Linked DNA regions of Zeugodacus cucurbitae: region 2 is linked to region 1. Evidence: chromatin contacts called from public Hi-C data. All regions are on one chromosome and are shown on one strand. Each heading gives the region's core, a stretch centred on a gene start, on an enhancer-like site or on the middle of the called end of the contact. The rest is flanking DNA. Distances are from core to core; before and after follow the strand shown. Region 1 holds the start of LOC105211165 (putative mediator of RNA polymerase II transcription subunit 26). Region 2 holds the start of LOC112694738 (cytochrome P450 4d8-like).

Region 1 (4,125 bases), core at 631-3,130:
CAGTGAACTAAGATCCGAGTGGATCGTCACCTTCCTAAAGGTTGGTGTGCATCGAAGCAATATATCCGTCGCTGCCTTAATAGCAGCCACTACCGCTTGAAAAACGCTGCAATAATCGGGAAGCCTGAAACTATGCTTAAGGACATAGAATAGGTAATTTTGCATCAACAACGAAGAATAATTTAGAATTTGAGTAATTTCTTCTGTGGTCCTTAATTAATTTTTAATTATTGAGTTAAGTTTTTTCTTTAATACTTTTTCATTAATATACAGTACTTCTCAATGTTTATATGTTAACTTCAAATTTTCCCGCAGGGTATTTATAAAGTAAATAAATTTTAAATGGAAACATATAAATTTCCATAGAAAAGTATTATTACATGTTTGTTTTCAGTCTGAAAAGTATTTGATAAATATTGTGCTAAGTGGCTGACTCTTTCACCAAGATTTACAATTTTATAAATAACTTATTCCAAGATTTTTCTATTCTACAAATAAATTCGTACGCAGCTGGAGAAAAACGCATACCAAAATATTATTGTTTGATCGCGTCAATATTATCTTAAAACTTAACATTCTTAAAATTTATCCTCTAGAAATTTTCAAAAAAAAAATGAATTTTCAATCAACATATCCAAATGCATTCCACTAAGCGCAAATATTGCGGAACATTCTCGCTGCTAGCAACATTGCGTATAGCGACATTGTGCAGCCGAAAGTCTGCAATGTTTACATTCTATTTCCCGCCAATTACAAGCGAAGCCGACACGCACACCACCAGCAGGATACCAACACAACAATAAAGCTTTAAACACACCAACACGCCTGTGTACATACACCGACAAACACACATGCAAAGCGCTAGCCACACAATTTAAGAGCCACCACCAAAATCCAAAAGGCAAACAAATACAAAAAACCTACAACAACAATGTTGTGTGCGACAGACGCGAAAGTGGTGGCATTTGGCCAACAAAAAAAGTAAAGTGAAATGTCTAATACTGTTTGCACAAGCAACAACAAATGTTAACTTCATGCGAGTGTGTTAAATGAGAGCGCAAGTTGCTGTTAGCCGGCTGTTTTAACAATATGTTAATTTAACAGTGTATGTTAAGTAACATTTGTTTACATGCCGGTGAAGAAAGTCGGAGAAGTGAATTTTTGGCGTAACAAACGGCACACGTGCTAGAAATGGTTTATTTTGAGAGGTTGCCAGATAGCCCAAAATTTTTTGTATATTTTAAATTAATTTTTATTCAATTGAGAGTGAATCTTTACACGGACAGACAACTAAGAAAGTGATTTTAAGGCCCTTTGAAATTAATTTCATAAATCGTTGCCTACCTTTAGGGTGAGTAGTCCATCAATAATACTGATTTGAAAAAATAATAGTTTCTCAATTTTGGATAAAAAAATAATAGACTTCTAAAATACGAAATCGATTGCGATGACAAGTATTTTGAGAAGAATTGCAATGAATTTAAATAAATGTAGCATACATTTAGGATTCAATAAACCTAATTAGTCCCTTAATTACTTCCACTGCGCTCCAATCCTGCAGTTCTCTCAAATACAGTAATTCTCTTGATTCATTAATTTCGTCTCGTGTCTGAAGAATCCTTAGAAACTTCTATAAAATCATTTAATATTCTAATTCATAAACATTTAACATCCGGCAACATCTTCTCAACGCCTAAATACACCACTGTAAACAAATGAAAACTGTGCACGTGAGTGTGCTCTTAAGTTTGCTGAGATGCATGCTCTCCCATAGTACCGTTACTTGCTGCACTCCACAGCAATACTCGAGTTGAGAATGGTCGGCCGGCTGTTGGTTGGCATTTGACGGCTGTTCGCTGTTGCCTTTCGTCTTTTCCGTTTTTTCGCTGTTCACCATCATGGCTTGCTATTCAGCGCCGTCGTGCGCTGTCATTTGTGCTTGGGCGGCCCATTCGGCATTTCGTGCAATGTAACGGCAATCGTACGATTCAGTTGGTAACGACTTTTCCGTGCGTTTAGACGTGTTTTCGTGCGAGCTACTCAGAAACGGCCTTCGCGTGTTTTTCAGTTTATTGCGCCATCCGATTATTCGCGCATCAACTTAGAATTTAGCGCAGCAGGAAGGCAAATACGCGTGAAGTATACGTGTTTTGAGGAATTTCAAATCTGTAAATTGTAAATACGAATATGATTTTTACGATTCCGATGATGCGAATTTAATGTGAAAACACATAAAGTGAAACTGTTTGTAAAGTGAATTTAAGGAATTCATTGAGAATATTAAAACAAATATTTTTTGCAATCAAAGAGAGTTTATAAATGCGCAAGCGATGATCGTAAAAGATCGTTGTTATTGAACAATTTGCGGTGAATAAATATTATAGTGAAGTGTGTTGTAGTGATTTTTGTGTAAAAATTTATATAAATAAATTAGTAATACAAACAAAATTGTAATATAAATACTAAATATTTTAGAAATATATATTTTTGTGTGAGTGTGCATAGCAATTATTGGTAAGTTGATTTATAACAGAGAAATATTTTTGAAATAATATTCTTATCAAAGTTTACAACAAAACCGTTGATATAAAAAGAAAAATAATTGCTGAAAACGTTTTTCAATAACAGTTTTGGAATATAAAAGTATTTCTATAAATTTTCAAAGAACGCTGTACTCAACAGATCGGTCGTTGAGACCCAATAAATTGGAGTTTGTATATCCTACTAAAGTTCGAGTGCTAATTTGTTATAAAACTTAAGGGTTTTGTAAACTAAAAAAAATAAGCTAGATAAAATAAAACCATAATGCAGTCGCTTTATTCTTCTGATACTACTCTGACGTTAAAATAAGAAAACCTGAGATTTGTTATAATACAGATTATATAAAACTATTTCGGTTTTGAAACTTGATTTTGGGATTTCACCTTTTTCAGTTAATGACAAAATCAATTCTTCGTTCATATATCCCAAATAGATAGCTCTAGATAGCTTTTGGAAGCTAATTTAATTTCCAATATATATTTACTTAAAACACTCAATACTCATTACTAGTAAGATTCTAGCCGAAAGTAAACCCAGGCAGCTGGTTAATCTTTTGAGTTAAATGCAAAATAATATATTAAGTAGAAATTTAGTTTAATTTAACATTTTCTATAAACAAAAACATCAATTTTAAGAAAAAAAAAATAAAATTCAGGCTTAATATATTGAACACATATAGGGTTTATAGGGTTCAAAACAGTTTGCGCCAAAAGGTATACTTCGAAGAAAGAAGTTATCAAATTTTCAAAAGCCTCGAAAAATATTTTTTTATTTTATTTGTGTGACATCCATTCACATAGTGAATTGTAGAAATATGATCCAAAAAAACATACTGGACTGTGTTTAATTTCTAAAATATTTTCATTTAACTCTGCAAAAAAAAGTATTTTTTTATCTGTCACATGAGATATGAGTGTTCTTGAGTTAAAAGTGATGACAAAATTGGGACTGTCCTAAGAAGTCTTTTAATTTAATTGAAATTTTCGATAAGAGTAGGGGCCATTTGCGATATCGGTACCAACGAAATTGCATTACAAGGCGTCTGAAGATGAAAAATCTGTTCTGCAAAATATTAATGTAATTAACTTTTTTCAGTGTACTTAACTTCATGATATTGGTGCTCAAAGTGCAGTGATTTAGGCCAAAAATTATAGGACTCTAACCCCAATATTTTTAAAATTTTTAATCAGAGCTGTTAAAAACTGTTTCTCTGAATGTTTTAGAGAGAATAATTCGAATATAAGTTATAATATTAAAAAAGTGAGCGTGGACCTATATATTTTTGGGCTAAGTATGTAAATCTCTTGAAAAAAATTCGATGTATCAGCCAACCATGTTTATTGGGTATAGAGTTCTAAAAAATTTTCTCACAAAAACTATAGTCTAGTTCGAAAATGCACCCAATTCGAAAATAATTCTAAAAAACCCTAATAAACTTTTTTCTTATAACGGTATTATTCGAAATTCCAAGTTTTTCTACTTCGATGTGTAAGTCGGTCGAAATATTGTAAATTTATATAATTATTCCCAATGAGCCCCACGGAACACAGTATGAGAGATGTTCGAAAAATGTATAGTCTGTTC
Region 2 (3,930 bases), core at 135-2,634, 240 kb after region 1:
CACCAATAACTGTGCTTTTGCTGCAAATATCTCCACAAAGTCCGTCAGCATCTGTGGACGCAACGCATGCGCGATCAGTTGTCGCTGCTGTTGCCATTCGTCGGCATCTCGTCGCAACAGTCCAACACCGTAGACCGGTTGCAACAGATTGTTGTAGCCCGTATTCAAATGATCTGCGCTGTGCAGCAGCTGTGTGACAAACTCTGAGTCGGCGGTGAGTATGAATAGCCGATCGAAGACCCAACAGCGCGAGAGCGTGCCGAACTTGTTGAGATAATTGCGTGACTTGACGAGAAAATCTGTGAAAATTTCACTTTCATTTATTAAGTGAATATTACTGTTGGATTTCAATACCGGAGGAGGTTAAGAGTGCTGACTTCAATATTTCAATACAGTTTGATAAAACCTCTTGGAAAGTTAGGATATTATGAAGGTCCAATTTTATTTCATTTCAAATGATACTGATTTCGTAAAAAAGGAATCCGATTATTTTAGCGTATATTAATACCCTTTAAAAGGTTCCGAAAGTTTGAGCATAAAAATATGAGGTAGATACTAATTACATACTGAGTTTGGAATCCAATGAAGTTGAACTTCGAAAATATTATAAGATAGAAGGACCCAAAGGTGGCATTTTTTGTTGGATGCATGGATCACATCCCGGCGCAGTTCTAAGATCTCAACGAAGGATTAACCATTTTACGAGACTAAAAAGTCGCGAAGATTTCATCTAAGTGAGAACTTCTACCGGGAGCTCTAGGACCACCGAATGATAGTCATGGATCTGACTATATAGACGTGTATCACCAATATTATGAAACTTTTTTAGAAGCTCTTAGACGCTATTCTATGAATTCAGACCGTTATTGCTGAATTTTTTAGAAGACCCATTCCAGTCCAATGAGTCGTCGTTTACATTTTTCACGAGAAAGGGTTTTTGCGATTTCTTACAACACTTTCGAACACTTAATTTGGTAACTTGGCTTATACAACAACACTTTTACCAGCAAAAACAACACAAAACTCACTTCTTGGCGTCAGCAATAAGAACTTCTGCACCGAACCGATTAGCGGCAAAGCCAAGGGACCACTTAGATTCGTGATGAGCGCACGTTTCCTACGCGTCTTCACATAATTCAGCGCCGAAACGATTGTCAACGAAATGAATATGCAAATAACGATCATATTGCAACACGACACGTCGAAGTGACCGAAACAAACAAACTGAAAACTGAAAATTGAAAGTAACCAACGCCGAAAGATGCAAAACAAAGCTGAAGTGCAGCACAACCGAAAGCCAGCGGCTGCTGCTCTTACTCTTGCTGTTGCTATTCGACTGGAGACTGTGAGGCCTATGCGCACGAGCGTCCGCGCCACGACTGCGCAGTCGACGGCTGCTGTCGCAATGCGGCTTCCACTCCAATTATTTCGACTACGCCACACCTGAGCGCCCCATGCACCGCTATTTGCTGCGTATGGAATGGAATTTTGTTTTTGCGCTGATCTTTATCCGCGTATTGAATTGTGTTAATTCATAAAAATTTGCTAGCGATCACTCGAGAGTCAACAGCTTTATTACCAAAACACAATAAACTTAACAATGCCGTCAATAAAGATGTGCTTTTTTTACCAACACTGACAAATTACTTGTTTGGGTCCAAAGAAATGTGTATATATGTAAGAAGCTATACACAGGTATTGAATAATCTCTAGCGCCAGTGTCTTGTGTTTGTTTTGGTTCAGCGATTTTGTTTATTTGTTGATCTCACCAACAACCGATTGTGTTCGTAGATTAGCGGTAATGTGTGTGAGAGCGTGCACGAGCGAGACAACCGCAATTGCCATGTAAATGACTTGAGTTGAGAGAGCGTCAAAGCAAATTTGTACGCTTGTGGCTGAAAAACAAGTGGAACAGCGTGAGCAACACAGCTTCAGCGGGTCAACAACGGCAGCAACAACAACAATAAGTGAGTCGCATTTTAACTGCGTCCATTAGCGTTAATTTACGGAAGTGGATTTCGCAAGCGTATAGCCGGCGTAGAGCGGAGCTCCATAGCTTGAACTAAAAGTTTGCGCAGTTAAATGACACACTAATGACTTTTTAACCCGTTACGCGCCAAAAGTTGAAAAAACCAAATAGAGTGTGAGCTATAGACTTCATTATATGTAAATACAGTGTGTTATGGATAATAAGAACTAAGAATTACAGTGCTTTAAGGTTGATTTCGACAAGTTTATTGAAGAAACATTGAGTCATTATTAAAATTTCCCAATACAGGTTTACGAAGTATTGTCTTCAACCACCTCTCTTTTGAAAACAGCAGTCTTTATTAAACTATATAAATATTATATACGTTTTCTTTATTATGCTGATCCCAAATTTTATAAAACTATCAATAAAGAAACAAAATAGACACATTTCTACCCACACTATATTTAATCACTCCCATACAAAATAAGCAATATTCTAAATATGAAACAACCAAACACCATATAGATCGCTACCCAACCTTCAGTCTCTCTTCCTCATACCCAGCTGAAATCCAGTCGCTGAGCGCATAACAATATTTATTTCAGGTTGCACAGGCTCACCGAAAGGCAACAGCTCATATTCGCGCACGATCTTGGCAATGATCATCTTCATCTCCAGCATGGCGAATTTCTGACCGATGCAATTACGAGGGCCAGCACTGAAAGGTATGAAGAGGAATGCACTAGCGCACTCATTATTCAAATGACGTTCGGGCACAAAGTCATCGGGGCGCTCAAAATAACGCGCCTGTCGCAACATGCCAAAAAGCACGATAAGCACTTCAGTGCCCGCGGGTATGACACCATCACCAATTTGTGAATGCGCTGTGTAAAATTTCGTAAACAATTTTAAAATTATGTAATTACACATAGAACTCACTGTATTTGAAGTCCTTCGTCAATTGTCGGCCCACAATCGGCACGGATGGATAGAGACGGAGTGTCTCCTTAATAACACATTCCGTATATTTCAGCTCATTGAGTTCACGCAAGCTGATCGGTTGCTCACGATCATCACCTAACACAACGGCAACTTCCTGTAGCACCTTCTGTTGTACCTCTAGATGGCGTGAGAGCAAATGCAATGTGAAACTGATGGCCGAAGTTGTGGTGTCGTGTCCTTCGAACATAAAAGTATCGACTTCCTCGCGTATATCTTCATCGGACAACGGTTGATCACCGATCGTCGACTGCAACAGCATATCAAGTAGAGCCATACGTTTCTTGCTGCCCACGATCTGAGAATCTCCCGACGAATCTTCATCCACCTTTTGTACATTTCGATTATTTTCAAGTGCCTCACGTCGTTGTTTTATAACATTGGTGGTGAACTCATGCAACGTCTTAATTAGCCGCATTTGTTGCCACTTGAGGTGCGGACAGAAGATGCTGAATAAATTTTCATTGTCCAGATGGACTTTGGTGAAACGATAAGCAAACAGTTTTGTGGTTCTGGCAGTAAGAAAGTGGATAAATTTTAATTGGAATTTTTTAATTCTTTTATTACCCAAATTTTTAGACATTCTAATATTAGTTTAATTGAATAAATTACTGTGAGCAGCTGGCAACGCTTCTCAAAAATATTCTCAAATTGAAATTTACTTAAACCCCCACTGTTTGATACGCATATTTTAATATAATTTGATTAACATAGTAATTTTGTGAAATAAAAAAGTAAATAAGTGGCAACTTTTCTCAAAACTAGCTTCAATTTTAATTCTCCATAAAACCTCTTTTAGTGATACCCTTATTGTAATATTAAAAATTTTGCAGTTATACCTATCATCAGGTGTTTATTTATATTTTAAATTAAAACTGTATGCAGGTGGCAACCCTCTAAAACTCAAACCATCATTAAAATAGGTCTAACTCATCCTATACTGTCGTCCCATAAGTTGT

Evidence for each region. Hi-C and Micro-C count contacts between places; a contact is called where the count stands out from the background.
Region 2: a Hi-C map of whole body shows a contact between it and region 1, with 7 times the contacts expected there. The contact joins the promoter of LOC112694738 here to the promoter of LOC105211165 in region 1. A contact is called at or near these places in 2 of 2 Hi-C or Micro-C datasets (both in whole body).

Annotation. Positions count from the first base shown.
Region 1 is chr4:63,986,631-63,990,755 of idZeuCucr1.2, forward strand. LOC105211165 (putative mediator of RNA polymerase II transcription subunit 26) reads left to right here and starts at 1,881. Exons shown (of 11, transcript XM_029039518.2): 1 at 1,881-2,514.
Region 2 is chr4:64,224,934-64,228,863 of idZeuCucr1.2, forward strand. It overlaps LOC112694738 (cytochrome P450 4d8-like), which reads right to left and starts at 1,385. Exons shown (of 5, transcript NM_001364884.1): 1 at 1,029-1,385; 2 at 1-299. The coding sequence starts at 1,185. It overlaps LOC105211129 (cytochrome P450 4d8-like), which reads right to left. Exons shown (of 6, transcript NM_001364883.1): 5 at 2,912-3,483; 6 at 2,268-2,856. The coding sequence ends at 2,513.